2 separate regions of the Sus scrofa genome follow, and region 2 is linked to region 1. A link is a contact called in public HiChIP or PLAC-seq data. All regions are on one chromosome and are shown on one strand. The core of a region is the stretch at or near the end of the contact, and the rest is flanking DNA. Distances in the headings are between cores, read along the strand shown.

What was found. HiChIP or PLAC-seq counts read pairs in DNA pulled down with a chosen protein or histone mark.
Region 2: an H3K27ac HiChIP or PLAC-seq map of skeletal muscle shows a contact between it and region 1. The contact joins two enhancer-like sites. A contact is called at or near these places in 7 of 47 Hi-C or Micro-C datasets (alveolar macrophages, epiblast stem cells, fetal heart ventricle and 3 more) and 2 of 2 datasets of contacts at active chromatin or transcription factors (alveolar macrophages and skeletal muscle).

Annotation. Positions count from the first base shown.
Region 1 is chr3:28,414,940-28,422,448 of Sscrofa11.1, forward strand. It overlaps ABCC1 (multidrug resistance-associated protein 1), which reads right to left. Exons shown (of 30, transcript XM_021086560.1): 12 at 2,494-2,640; 13 at 515-602. Among named protein-coding and RNA genes, the nearest start is that of MIR7135, 47 kb to the left of the region's middle. Within about 2 kb of position 3,827, at least 17 of the 83 cell types and tissues checked have an H3K27ac peak or open chromatin away from gene starts, as enhancers often do. A contact at or near this core is called in retroperitoneal adipose tissue and skeletal muscle, where this site is marked.
Region 2 is chr3:28,492,829-28,500,337 of Sscrofa11.1, forward strand. No RefSeq gene overlaps it. Among named protein-coding and RNA genes, the nearest start is that of ABCC1, 24 kb to the left of the region's middle. Within about 2 kb of position 2,938, at least 20 of the 83 cell types and tissues checked have an H3K27ac peak or open chromatin away from gene starts, as enhancers often do. A contact at or near this core is called in retroperitoneal adipose tissue and skeletal muscle, where this site is marked.

The sequences.
Region 1 (7,509 bases), core at 2,577-5,076:
AACAGATGGCTGAGGACAGTGCTGTCCCTAGGACGTGCATGGCAGGAGTGTCACTTCTGCACAAGTGGTCCCTCCTCTTAGCACTACTAAGTTTTATTATTCAGTGCCTGGAGATCCCTGCTCTGCAGGGTCGACTGGGAAAGGATAAGTTAGAGCTACAAAATAAACAAATCTACCAATAAAAATCGGTATGACACCCAGCCAACAAGGATACCTTCATTTCTGCTGCTGGGGGTGGGGGCAGGCAGGGCAGGGGGAGCAAGGTTCAGAGCAGGGCCGAGATCCACCCGAAGATGCACAGCTAGTGGGGGCAGGGACTGGTCGGTCTCCCACATGCTTGATATGCCCAGGATGGAATCAAGCCCTTGAACCCCTGGAACTGGGCCCTCGGGGTGGGCCTCACTTAGGGCCTGCCTCTCAGAAAGCAAGAAAACAAAAGTGCAAGTTCGCCCTCTGGGAAGGGCTGGGTGAGACCCTGGCCCCGGCCTCCCCCCCGCCCCCCCCCAGGACACACCGTCTTTGATGGGCAGGCGCTGGATGCTGTCAGGCTCCAGTTCCTCGTGGGAGAGGAAGATCCTGAGGCGCTTGAGGGAGACACTCGCCTACACAGAGAGGGGTGACAGGGTGTAGTTATTTTTAAACACGTGTTTGCAAAACAGACGAGGCCAAGTCACAGTGGTTTCCCCTGCGTGCGGAGGGGCCCACATCCTCCCTCGCATCTGAAGGTTCTGCCTTTCCTACACACCCAGCAGACGCCTCAGAATAAAAAAAAAAACGGGTTTCAGTTCTTGCTTGTTCTATTTTATAAGCCCACGGACAGTAGTAAAAAGGAGGGCAGGAGGCTGTCCTGGCTGACAAGGGACTTCAGAAACCATCGGAGGCAACGGCCCGGCAAAGACACACTTGCAACTAGGAGATAAGCGTGTCCTGGAGACTGAATACACAGCCAGTGGTCACGGGCAACAATGCTGGATAATAAACTTCCAAGCTGCCAAGAGACTGCAGCTTAATGGTTCCCACCCCAAGAAAGAAAGAATATGGATCCTGCGGGCAGAGCCTCCGTGCCTGCCCGCCTGCACCTCTCACAAGCGTCCTATCCTAATAAATGTATTTCTTGCCTACCAAAATAATAATGCTAAGAATCATCATCTCAGGATGAGACGAAGGCGTGGTGAACAGTGACAACGATACCCCCACGCATCCAGGCCATGCTGCACGCAGGGAACGTGATATCAACCGGAGTCCAACAGGAGTAAATTTAAAAACAAAGCAAAATGTCCTTAATTCAAACAGCCCAGCCGTAAAGACATGTCCGTGCAAAGCAAAGCAAACTCGAATGTGGAGGATTTTAAGAGATTACTGTTCACTTTGCGAGGTATCAGAATGGTGGTACGACTTAATGGAAGAAGAAATGCCTGCTGAAGTATTTGAAGGTGCAACACCAAGGGGTCTGGGATGTGCTTTCAAATTCTTCCGCAAAGAAAGGAGGGAATGGAGGGAGGGAGGGAGGAGGGCAGAGGAAGGGTCAGATGAAGTAACCGCGACAAAACGTGGCACCTGCAGAGCGGGCGCAGGGTGTTACCGTTTGAACTTGTTCATAATAAGAAGGGGTTTTATTAGATTTTTTTTTAAAAAAGCCTATAACTGGGGCTGTACCACCAAATCTTCAGGCTGATCTGTCTGTGGCTGAAAATAGGGTTTTCACATGAACGCGTGCAAGGCTGCGGAGAAAGGTGTGAAAAATGTTGGTAGTGGTGGTGGCAGGAAAGACAGGGTGCAAGTGTGACTGAGCGGTTTCTGTGCCTTATGGAATCTTTGAACAGATGGGGGACTCCTGGGGGTCTAGTTGGGGTTGTTCAAATCGGGGGGCTGAGGCCTACAGGTGGGTTGCAAAACCAATTCAGTGGGTCAAAAGCTGCACTTTTTTTTTTCTTTTTACAGCCACACCCGTGGCATATGAAGGTTCCCCGCCTAGGGGTCAAATCGGAGCTGCAGCCTCTGGCCCACGCCACAGCCACAGGAACTCGGGATCTGAGCCGTGTCTGTCACCTACTCGGCAACGCCGGATCCTTAACTCATTGAAAGAGGCCAGAGATCAAACCTGTATCCTCGTGGATACTAGCTGGGTTCTTAACCCACTGAGCCACAACAGGAACTCCATGAGATGCATTTTTTAAAGAAACAGGACAAGGCTGGGGAGCATGGAACAGACTTGATTAGAAAAGAAGCGGCTCAAATGTTTCAGAAAGAATCCTGCAGGGCTCATGAAAGCCCGTCACAGCAACTTCCGTTTCATACCCTCGAGTGCGTGTCAAGAAGTAAAAGGTATTTGCGTCTCTGGGGCAGGACCAGAAAACCGCAGAGGCCTCAAGGAGACCCCCCGGGGCACAATGGACGGGTCGCACAGGGAGCTGCATGGGGGGGCGGGGTTCATGTCCTTTTGCTTTGTTTCCCTAGCGCCCCGCCCTGAAGCCCCCCCAGCTTCGTGGGTACCTGCACGATGCTGCTGATGACCATGGGGAGAATATTCAGGGGGAAACGGAGGATGTTGAACAAGGCCAAGGACACGAAGGCTTTCTGGGCATCCAGGATGTTGTTCTTGTCAATGGTCACGTAGACGGCGAATGTACACAGGGCCACCTGCAAGCAGAACGCCGAGTCAGAGTCATGGGCACAGGGGCTGTGACACGCGCCCAGACAGTGAGCTGCAGGGGCCGAGGACTGGCCACTGGGAGAGGCAGAGACGCCGAGGCGGTGTCTTAGCACACAGCGGGTGCTCACTAAGCACCTGGAGGACAAACTAGATAATCAACGATCAGGAGCCAAAAGTCCTGGCCTCTCCCACCCACATTCTCCGTGGGAGACCAGACAGCCATTCTCAGGTCCCCCAACCACCAAATGTGAGCCCACCTCCGGGCCTTCATCCATGCAGTTCCCTCCGCCCGAAACCACCTTCCCATCCAGATGGGGGCTGGTTACTCCCCCTTCCGAGAGGCTGCCCTGCCCACAACAGCCCTGCTCTCCGCTCCATCCCTCTCTCCTGCTGTGCCTTTCTGCCCAGCGTCTGTCACTGCCTTCCAGTGTAAGATCATAGGTATTTACTGCCTGTCTCGTGCAGAGATGTTGAGTCTACAAAGGCAGGGACTCTGCCTCATTTGGCCATATCCTCAGGGACACGGGAAACACAGACTGAGACCTTGGATGAGTCACCTCCTCTCCCTGTGCCTCCGACATCTCGTCTGTGAGGTGGGGGTGGAGGACGCACGCCACCGTTCAGAGCTCCTTCCAGCTCGGAGCATATGGTTTTATACCCCCAGGAAAGGAACACATGGTTTCAAAAAAGGAAACCTGCAGTTCCGATCGGGGCTCAGCAGTAACAAATCCGACCAGGATCCATGAGGATGCAGGTTCCATTCCTGGCCTTGCTTAGTGGGTTAAGGAGTCGGCATTGCCGTGAGCTGTGGTGTAGGTCGCAGACGCGGCTCAGATCTGGCGTTGCTGTGGCTGTGAGTAGGCTGGCAGCTGTAGCTCTGATTGGACCCCTAGCCTGAGAACTTCCTTATGTCGTGCGTACAGCTCTTAAAAACAAAAAAATAAAATTAAAAATAAAATGTTAAAAAATAATAAAAATTTAAAAAGGAAACACATAGCCAAGGGTGCTTCAAAGGCTGTTCCCTTCTCCACGAAGCTGGACTTTCCCTAAGCCCTTGTAGTAGTCCTGGGGTTTCCCTACCAGGCAACTGGAACTGGGGTTTGGGTGAGACAGTGGCCCTCATTTCCCTCGCCAGGAAAAAAGGAAGCACCCCTGAATAATCCAGGGCCAGTCTGCCTGGCTTAGGAGGGAAGTAAAAGATGAACAGATGGCTCTCCGTGTCCTGTCACCGCTGGGGACAGGGCGGTGCCAGCTGTAAACAGAGAGGCAAACAACATCCCTCAGATCATCTGGCACACAGGCCAACGCCATCTGGAAAACCTTGGACCCCAGCAGACGGCCAAAGGCCTCCATCCTCTGTCAGCCCCAGGCTTCAAGAACCATTTCAGGTTTTCCCTCAGGAAACAAACTGCCCAGAATGCTTTTTCTTTTCCTTTTTTTTGGCTGCATCTGCATCATGTGGAAGTACCCAGGGCAAGGATCAAACTCGCCCCATAGCTGGAACCTGCACCATGGCTGAGGCAATGCCAGATCTTTCACCAGCTGAGCCACAAGGGAACTTCCCAGAACCTTCTTTTGGAGCTCAGAAAAGACAGCCTGAGAGCAGGAGATGCTGGTGTGGCCAAGAGTCTGGTGTGGCTGTGGTCTAGGGTATTTTCAGTGCAGAGATGTAAAGAGATGTGGCTGTGGTCTAGTGTGTATCTCGTGCAGAGATGTAGAGTCTGCAAAGGCAGGGACTCTGTCTTATTCGGCTCTATCCTCAGTGACACAGGAACACAGACTAGCTGCCTCATTCCTTTGTTACCTGTTAGCAGGTCATCTCTCTTAAAAAGGAAAACCATAAGCTCTGCCTGCTTACCAGCCGTGTGATCACCTCGTTCTCCAGGGGAGGCTCTGTCTGCCCATCTGTAAAATGGGGATCATGATATGCGTTTGCAGGGCTGCTGGCAGCAAGGAATCAGGCCCTTCTGTCAAGTGCTTAGCCCCGTGCCCCGGGCACAGTAAAATGCAGTAGAGGGCAGCTGCTTTATTTCTTGTTTCAGGTCCAAACTCCTTGGGCTACTTTTCCAAAGAATCTATTAACGGGGCTGCAAAAGTGAGGCGCTGGAAAGCAGATCTGCTGGTTCCTGTTCAGGTTCTGACATTAACGAGCTAGGGGACCCTGAGTGAAGGCTCAGAAGTTTTTCCAGGCTCCGCGGCCAAGAGGGAGGTCAGGTGCTCAAAAAGCCACTGACACCTGATGCCCAGGATGGCTGCACATACTGGCTCCCCTCTTCCAAGAAGCTATGACGCACTTGCCTCTTTCCCAGAGCCTCCCTTCCGTGAAAACTCTCTAAACACGTCCATATGAAGGACCAGGATTCAGCCATAAAAAGGCATGAGGTGCTGACACCCGCTGTGACAAGGACAGATCCCGAGGACCGGATGCTAAATGAAAGGAGACAGATGCAAAGGCTACACGTTACATGATCCCACGTACACGGAATGTCCAGAGCAGGCAAAGCTACAGAGGCAGAAAGCAGCATAGGGGGTGCACAGGGCTAGAGGAATCGGGGTGGGGGGGGAATGGGGAGTGCCAGCAGCTACAGGGCTTCCTTTTGGGGTGATGAAAATGTTCTGGAATGACACACAGTGGGGATGGTTGCACAACCATGTGAATATACTAAACACCATGGAATTGTACCTATAAAAATGGCAGATTATTATCTCAATAAAAATAATGAAGTAAAAAAAAATCAGGGAATTACTGTCACAGCTCAGTGGAAGTAAATCGGACTAGCATCCACGAGGACACAGGTTCGATCCCTGGCCTCGCTCACTGGGTTAAGGATCTGGAGTTGCTGTGAGCTGTGGTGTAGGTCCCAGACGAGGCTCAGAGCCCACGATGCTGTGGCTGTGTCCGGCAGCTACTGCTTCGATTCAACCCCTAGCCTGGGAACCTCCATGTGCCTCAGGTGCGGCTCTAAAAAAGACCAAAAAAAAAAAAAAAAAAAAAAAAATCACCTCTCCAAAATCATTCTATTTTACTCAGTACCAAAGCCAAAGTCTTGCATGACTCAAGCCCCAGGGCCCGACCACACTGTAAACATCCCTTCTCTGTCCTTGTCTGACCTCCTCTGCTACCATGCTCCCCACCCCTTCCTTCTCCGGTTATCGTGGTTATCGCTTCCGTGGGCAGGCACAGTCCTGCCGCAGGGCCTTTGCACTCACTCTTCTCTCTCCCTGGTCAGGTCGCTCCCCTCCAGCAGGTTAAGACTCAAGCAGCACCTTCTCAGTGAAGCCTTTCATCTTCCTGTTTAAATACTTCAAGTCCTCCCTATTGCTCTGACCAGAACAGTACGTAGGACAGTTTAACAGACTTATTTATCATGCCTTGTTTACTGTCTCTTGCAGTTAGAATGACTGAACCTGCCATGCGGGCATGGGTTTTGGTCCACAGAATTCACTGCTCTATCATCAGTACCAGGGCAGAACCTGGATCATGGCAGATGCTCAGCAGATGTTTGTGGGTAGGTGGGTGGTGGATGAGTGGGTAGAGAGGTGGATGGGTTTGCCCAAGGGCAGGAAAGATACACTCAAGGGTGTCTCTTCAGCAACAGAGAAAACCAAGCCTCAGGCATCTCACCGACAGAATATCCCGGCTCTGTTGGCCCAACCGGTGGGGTGGATGCTGGCAGAACAAGCAGTGTATCAGGAGAGAGCAACATCACGTGGCCCCTGTCAGACCCACAGCTCCACGAAGTGGAGGTCACTCATTCATCCACTGATTTTTAATGGAGCACCTACTGTGTGCCAGGCACTGCGTGAGGCAGGCTTGGAGAGCCTGAGCCTCACGGTCTAATGGGAGACGGGTACATGTCAGATGTTCTCCGGCAGGGTGTCTGGCCGTGTGCAGAGGTGGCTGGAGTTTTGGTTGGGCAGGTGGGGAGCGGGGGTTTGCTACCTTATAAAGGAAGAGGGTCAAGGATGCAAAAAAATCCTTCACAAACAAGGAAGAAGTACCCCTGCCCTCAAGTGTGAAGGATGCCTCCCTCCCTGCTGAGCAATGACTGAATCAGCCACCCCAGCCCAAAACTGCCATCTCTTTGTGAAGACATCTGTTCTTTCTGCCTGGCCAGCCTCCTTTCCCATTGCTGGTAACAACACAGCAGTTTTGCTTTGGGGAGCTGAACTTCTCCCAATCTCAGTCCATGAGCTTCAGCCACAGATGAACTGCCCACACCCCACCCCAAACTCTGACAGAAGCCAAGTGACCCAGGCCTGACCCATCCAAGCATCCCTGCCCCGTGGCCCCAGTGACTCAAGCATGCAGCCACCTGCAACCAATGAGACCCAACCCCACAGCTTTGCAGGAACTAATGGGAAAGGGGAAGCTCTCCCCTCACAGTGGAGAAAGAATGAAATGTAATTGCATGGTGAGTTCCCATCTGATCAGAAAACATCATGGGAGTTCCCATCATGGCTCAGCGGACACAAATCTGACCAGCATCCATGAGAACACAGGTTCAATTCTCAGCCTCAGTGGGTTAAGGATCAGGCGTTGCCGTGAGCTGTGGTGTAGATGGCAGATGTGGCTCAGATCTGACATTGCTATGGCTGTGGTATAGGCCAGTAGCTACAGCTCCAACTGACCCCTAGCCTGAGAAGCTCCATGTTCCGGGGGTGTGGCCCTAAAAATACACAGACAGACAGACAGACAGACACACACACACACACACACACACACACACCATGGAGAACGTAAAGCTGACAGAGAGAAAAGGAGTTATACCCAACATCATCTTTGGGGCACCCAGATCCAGCCATGCCTGAAACCCTAGCCATGCTAAAACTAGTACTTTCCTAGGTTTTTCAGT
Region 2 (7,509 bases), core at 1,688-4,187, 77 kb after region 1:
GCCCGGGTTTGGTTCCTCGATGTCTCTGCGTCCCACCCCCCACCCCCGCTGCTGTGGTTCCTGGCACATGGCAGGCACTCTGCAAGGACCTGTGGAATCTGTGAGCAGGCACCAGAATGAGTCTCAGCAAACTGTAACTGGATGCAGCTAACAGGGTGACCCTGCCAGGCACGCACCCTGCCGGGTTTTAAGGACACAGAGGTAGACCAATGGAGGGATGAAATGTTCCAAAATCGACTGGGGTGATGGACGTCCCACTCTGTGACCATAACGCTGACAAACTGGACCTTTCAAAAGGGTGAATTACTGGGCATGTGAATTATGTCTCTTTAAATAAAGCTATTTTAAAAAAATAAAAATGCAGTCAGTCGATGTGCATACCTTTGTATATAGTAACACTATTGCATATAAAAAGAGTCTGGCGCTACGCTTTGCCCTTGGCATTCCTGGGTGATGGCTGACAGGTCACCCTCGGTCATAGCTCAGCTGTGGAACGCTCGTTCTGCACAGCCAGATTTCAGGCAGGGCATTGCCTATGGCTTTTATCTTGCCGTTCCCCGAGGAAAATGTGTACAGATCTCATGGTCAACACCTACCATTTACCTCTCAATAGATCACCCTGCCTGACTTTAACAAAATAAATGGTGAAAATTAAATTAAGTTAAATTTAAGAAAATGAAGATGACCCGGGGTCATTCTGACTATGTGAAATTTTCACTTTACATATGCTGTCCTTAAAACCTAACACTCTTCAGAGTTTCCTGGTGGCCTAGCAGTTAAGGATCGGGTGTTGTCACTGCTGTGGTGCAAGTTCAATCCCTGGCCTAGGAACTTTCACATGCCACCAAAAAAATACGAACACTCTTCGAAAAAAATTAATACATATACATAAATTCCACTACATTACCTCAGTAAAAGGATACATCTAGATGGAACTTGTTTGTTTAAAAAAAAATTTAATGCAATGTCTTTTCCCATTGCTATCTTGCTTATAACTAGATTATCTGTTCCCTTAACCCAAGGTTTCTCATCTTGGCACCAGTGGCATCTGGGGCCATTTAATTCTATTTATGGGGCTGTCGTTTGCATGGTAGGAAGTCTGGCCACATCCCTGGGCTCCACCCACCAGAAGCCAGAAGTATCCTTGGTCCCGCCTCCCTCCCTCCACCCCTGGTCAAAATAATAAAAATGTCTCTAGACAGTGTCAATGTCCCCTAGAGGCCAAATTGCCCTGGTTTTGATCCACTGTCTTTTTTTTTTTTTTTTTTTTTTTTTTGCTTTTTAGGGCCGCATCTGTGGCATATGGAAGTTCCCAGGTCAAGGGTCAAATCAGAGCTGTAGCTGCCAGCCCACACCACAGCCATAGCAATGGTGGATCCAAGCCACATCTGCGACCTATGCCACAGTTCACAGCAGCACCAGATCCTTAACCCACTGAGCGAAGCCAGGGATTGAACCTGCATCTTCATGGATACTAATGAGGTTCGTAACCTGCTGAGCCACAACAGGAACTCCCTTGACCCACTGTCTTAACAGTTCTTCCATCTGGTCCCACTGCTGCCACCAATACCTAGTGACTCTCAAGACCTGTCCACCTGCCCATCCACTCATTCGACACGTTTACTAAGCCCCACTTTGTAACAGGAGTGAACCAGAAACATCCACATCTGTATCCTGCCCTCGAGAAGCTTAGAACTTTGTGCAGAAGGTGGATGGGTACACAAAGAGCTAAAAGATTTTTTTGTGTGTCCTTTGTCTTTTTAGGTCCACACCCACATCACATGGAGGTTCCCAGGCTAGGGGTCCAATCAGAGCTGCAGCTGCTGGCCTACGCCACAGACACAGCCACGCAGGATCCAAGCTGTGTCTCTGACCTACACCACAGCTCACAGCAACACCAGATCCTTAACCCACTGAGCAAGGCCAAGGATTGAACCCACAACCTCCTCGTTCCTAGTCAGATTCATTTCCACTGCTCCACAACAGGAACTCCAGGCTAAGAGATTTTGAAAGCACTAGGTACCACTGAAGACAGACATATAAATGCTAAGATGTTTCTAGAAAACAGAGAAAGGTTAATTCATAGAGCAAACAGGAATAAAACTCAGCTTCCTCACCCCCACGGCAAGGACAATACTACCTGGTTTTTCAAAATCATCTTGAAGACTAAATCCACACATTACACTATTTCATCTTCACCCCCAACCCTTTGAAGCGGCTCCTATGGTTCCCTTTGCACAGAAGCAAGCAGGGCACAGAGAGGCAAAGAAACTTGCCCAAGGTGGCAGAGCCTAGAGGCCAGAAAATTCAACGCAGGCTGGCTCACTGCTGCAGGTCCTGCCTCCCTGAGAAAATACATATGTGACAACAGACAGCTCGCCAGCGGCCACTCTATTTTTGAAAGTGACTGTCATAGTTGTTATCTCCACCTGGGAACCCAGAGCAGGCTTCTGACGTAGGAGAAGTCGAAGGGGAGGCAGCCGTGATTTGCCAACGTGGAAATCAGCGGGGACGGCGTTCCAGGACAGCGCACAGCAGGACGGGCGGCGGCCGATGGACCAGCTCAGGGCATGCAAGGATGTCAAGAAGTGGAACAAAGGGACCGGCTGACAAACAGTCACTGGGAGGACAGGCTGGGCCTGAATGAGTTACTCAGCAAAACAAAACGGAGCTTCACCGGGATGACGCCCACCAGCAAGGTGCTGCCTCCCGCTCCTGCTGCAAAAGCTCCGGAGAGGGGAGTGCAGACTGTGAAACCCAGAGGGAAAATTCCTGGCTTCCTCCTCTCGATCCCTTCTTTTGAATACAGCCCAGAACAGGAAATTGGGAAAGCCACCTCATCCTCAAAAAAAATCCCCAGGTGACACCGTGCCCCGGTCCCCTGCTCCAGAGCCTCCCAACTCAAGGAGTGTTCCTGCTGGCCCACCACCCCAAGGTCTCCTCCTCTAACTGAAATCCAGACTCTGGGCTCCCCACCCGTGCAGGGCGGCAGCAGGTGGAGATGGCCCGGGAGCTGGCACTACTGCAGCGAGGGTCATGATTTGGAGGTCTAAGGCACACGCTTCGGCGTAGACAGCCTGGGCTTGAACCCTATCACCACGGCATCCTGGCTGTGTAGCCTTGGGGGTGTCCCTCCGCCTCTCTGACTTGGAGTCTCTCATCACTCACTGGACTATTACCACTCCGTGTTGAGGGGAGGGGATGGCCGCTGGGGGCTGAGCTTGCGGCTGCTACATCTATTTTATTACTGCCACCACTGTTGTTGCTGTTGTCACCACCCCCTCGTGAGGATAACAGCTCATAAAGCCATGTGCCCCAATGCTGAAGCCCCTCCCAGGAGACTTTCATCTATTTTGTCTGCAGGTTTAGCCAAAGCCATTCGACATGCTCTGTGGGAAAAGACTCCACCGCCACTGACCCCGAAGCCCCCACGAGGGCTCCTGTCAAACGGGCAGCCACGGGGACGACCAGGGACACTCCCATCACAGTGCAGGTGGCGCCACCCCTGGGAGGCTTGACTCTCGGCCAAACAGCTGGAATCCCTTCCCAGCTCTGCTACATAAGCGCTGTAGGACCTGGGGCCTCAGTTTTCCCACCTGTAAAATGGGGGTGATAAGAGTCCATCAGCCTCACAGGGTTGTTCTGAGGATTAAATGGCAAGGGTTTTGTTCAGGGCCGGGAGCTCACGAGCCCCATGAGTGTCAGTGACCATCATCAGGCTTACCAGACCCTGAAGGGCACGGTCGGGCCCCCGCTCTGGCCCACGACACTCTCTCCCGACCTCTGATGCTCCAGGATGCCATGGCCTGCCCATTGTTCTACAATCTTACCCAGCTGGTTCCCATCCCAGGGCCTCCCGCCCACTGTTCCGGATCTGGAATGCCCTTGGCCTGGCCAGCTCCTTCTCACCCACCCAGTGATGCGGGAGGAGAAAGGCCATCCCGGCTCAAGGGCCTCCCTTTCCCGTCCTTCACCCAAGACCAAATCCTGCCTGTTTCCTTCGGCGCCTCTATGTTTACGGCGCAGCTGGGGCAGGGATTACCGCCCAGACTCGAGTCAGACGGCGGGGCTTTGAAGCCAACCCTGCCATCTACCAGCTGGGTGACATCACCTCTCTCTGCCTCCATTTCCCCAACAGCCCTGACTCCAGTCCTGCTGGGATGGAATCCCTAGTATTTCTAGTTGAGAACAGTCCTCGGCGCCTAGGAAACTCCCTCCACGTCAGCGCCGTCAACCACTTCCTGTTGATTTCTAAGCGCTGCTCTTTCCCTCCCACCTGCAATCACCCCAAAGCAGGATCTCATCCTTTCAGTGCCTCGTACAGGAGGCGCTCTTTAACAACTTGTTCAGCAGATGAAAGGAGGGGTGAAGAAACCAAGCAGAAGAGCAGCCCAGAAACCAGAAACGTGAAAAGGAAAGCCAGACTCTGTCACCGCCTGTGACTCGACAATCGTTATGGGCAGAGGTCCAAAGGAAATAACTCAAACAGCAAGAAAAGGAACAATTCTCACGGGCTGGGCAATTCAGAGTGACAACCAGGAAGCTCCCAGGCACGCAAGGTCTGAGTGCACACAGTGGCAGGGGCTCCTGCTGAAAATGACCCAGCTGTCCCAAACCGAAGCCAGGGGACATCTCCGGGTGTGGAGAGGCCGCCCATGGAGACAGGCAGGCACTGGCCACCCAGGCGTTAAGCCGTCTGAGAGGGTTGTTAAGCTGCACGCACGTGAGAGAGCTCCTATTGTAGCTCAGCAATAACAAACCCAACTAGGATCCATGAGGAGGCAGGTTCAATCCCCAGCCTCGCTCCGTGGGTTAAGGATCCGGCTTTGCCGTGAGCCATGGTGTAGGTCGCAGACGCAGCTCAAGTCCCACATGGCTGTGGCTCTGGCGTAGGCGGGCAGCTGCAGATTTGATTTGATCCCTAGCCTGGGAATCTCCATATGCCGTGGGTGCGGCCCTAACAAACAAAAAATATACAAATTAAATAAAATAAGCCTCACACGAAAACGGCTCAGGAACAAGGGCAGGGACACCATCCACAACTGCCTAAGAGCTGTGATGACGGCTTGGGGAAGATCCCAAATCAAGGAAACACTTGATGCTGAAGAGGGGCGGTCTTTTTTTTTTTTCCCTCCCCTGGAAAGGTTTAGACAACCTCATAGCAAGTCCTTAAACAATCCCAGGCACAGTCTCAACCTGTCTAAATCCCTGAAACAAACCTGTCAGGAGACAGGTCCTGTGATGACTCTCCATCTTACAGACCAAGAAACAGAGGCACAGAATAAAAAGGCTTCCTGACCTGGGCCAAGGAGACAGTGTCACCCCGAAGGCCAGAAGTCAACTATGACTAATTTGAGGACCAAACTAGGAGCTGACATACTTTCTCCGTCATTGCTTCCTCCTGGATTGCTTCCCTTTGTGACACAGCCGTGCCTGCTTTGGTTCAATCGTGACGGTGATAAGGGTGGTAATAACAGCAATGGCTTAGCAACCGTAATAGTAACAGCACTTCACCGTAACAGCACCAGCACTGTAACTGAATGTTCACTCTGGAGTTCCCTGGCAGGCTAGGGGTTAGGACTCGGTACTTTCACCCCTGTGGCCCAGGTTCAATCCCTGGTCTGGGGTCTGAGATCCCACATCAAGCTGCTGCACGCCGTGGCCACACACACACACACACACACACACACACACGAAAAGCCCATTAACTTATTTAATTTCACCAGTTTATAAGGTAGGCACTACATTATCCCCATTTTGCACACATGAGAAAACAGAGGTAGAAGTGGTAAAGTCACTCTACTAAAATCACAGCTGGCAAACAGTAGAACCAGGATCTGAATAGAGGCTACACTGGCTCCCTGTGCTGCTCTTTTCCTTTAAATAACCTGACGACTGGCCTCCATGAGGCAGGGAGGCTTCGGTTTCACTGGTACTTAGCATCGGACCTACACCAAAGAAGAATTCATACACAGGAGTTCCCATCCTGGCTCAGCAGTAATGAACCCAGCTAGTGTCCATGAGGACTCGGGTGTGATCCCTGGCCTCGCTCAGTGGGTCAAGGATCTGGCATTGCTGTGAGCTGTGGTGTAGGTCAAAGATGCGGCTCATAGCCCGAGTTGCTGTGGCTCTGGCATAGGCTGGCAGCTGAAGCTCCAATTCTTCCCCTAGCCTGGGAACTTCCATATGCCAGGGGTACGGCCCTAAAAAGACAAAAAGAAAAAAAGAAGAAGAATTCATATACAGAACAGAGAAGGACTTGAAAACCATTATCTTATTGTATCAATTCTTCTTTTTCTTTTGGTCCCGAGGGATGTGGAAACGCCCAGGCCAGGGATCAAACCCGAGTCACATCAACCACAACACCAGATCCTTAACTGCCAGGCCAGCAGGGAACTCCTGGATCGATTCTAAGACCCGCATTTCTTCTCGCGCTCTTGATCTGCATCCCTCGATCCATGCGTCCTACCACCTCTGCAGCCGTGCTCCCGTAGCCAAGCAGCTCTGAAATTGGGAGGCCTGTCGCAACTGCCAGCCTCTTAGATTGGATGAGATGCAGAGTCCCTCTCTCGATAGGCCGGCCTCTTAACTAATCTTACGGCACCACGAAGGGCGGCAAGAGGGTTTTCTCCCCCCCTCAAGTTTCTAGAATCAAGACAGAAAAATGAAAATTGCCTTTACTTCTTAGCCAAGCTAACCCTAAGAGAGAGGCAATCCCCACCCCCACTCCACCTCCTCACTTCCGCTCCACAACAACTCAATTAACTTTGGGGGGTGGGGGGGTGTAAGTGTAATTGTCAAGCTATCTGACCAGGCCACCTCAGGCAAAACTGCCAGCAGCCTGATCTGATGGTTTCCACCTGCCAGCTGCCTTCCTGTCTCCACAGTTCCTTCTCCAGGCCCTTGCCCAGGCCAGGCTGTTTTTGCCGAACCCCGGCAGAGAGGAGGCAAGGAAATCTCCTACTCAATTACACGGGTGCAAGCCCTTTCCAACGGGCCATGGTTTCTGCCTTGGCGCAACGAGAGGTCCCCCGGGCAAGCACAGTGTTCTTTCTGCAACATGCATCCAGACAGGATTTGTCTGGCAAGAGGGTTATTGTTTCAACCACGTCTGGGTCCATAAACCCATTCTCCTCAGTTTCTTTTGTTTTTCTTCTTCTTCTTCTTTGTAGGGCTGCACCTGTGGCATATGGATGTTCCCAGGCTAGGGGTCGAATCAGAGAGTGCAGCTGCTAGCCTGCGCCACAGCCCCAACAACACTGGATCTGAGCCACAGCTTGTGGACACATGGGATCCTGAACCCACTGAGGGAGGCCAGGGCTAGGATATGAATCGGACTCTTAACCACTGAGCCACAATGGGAACTCCCCTGGTTTCTATAAGGTACTTGGGGAGTGGCAACACCCTGAATCCACATCCACGTCAGCTCCTTCTCAGGTTTCCTGGCGATCCCGTATTAGCTGTGGGAATAGGCCTGAAAAGTACAAGCAGGCTACAGAGGTAGTGTTA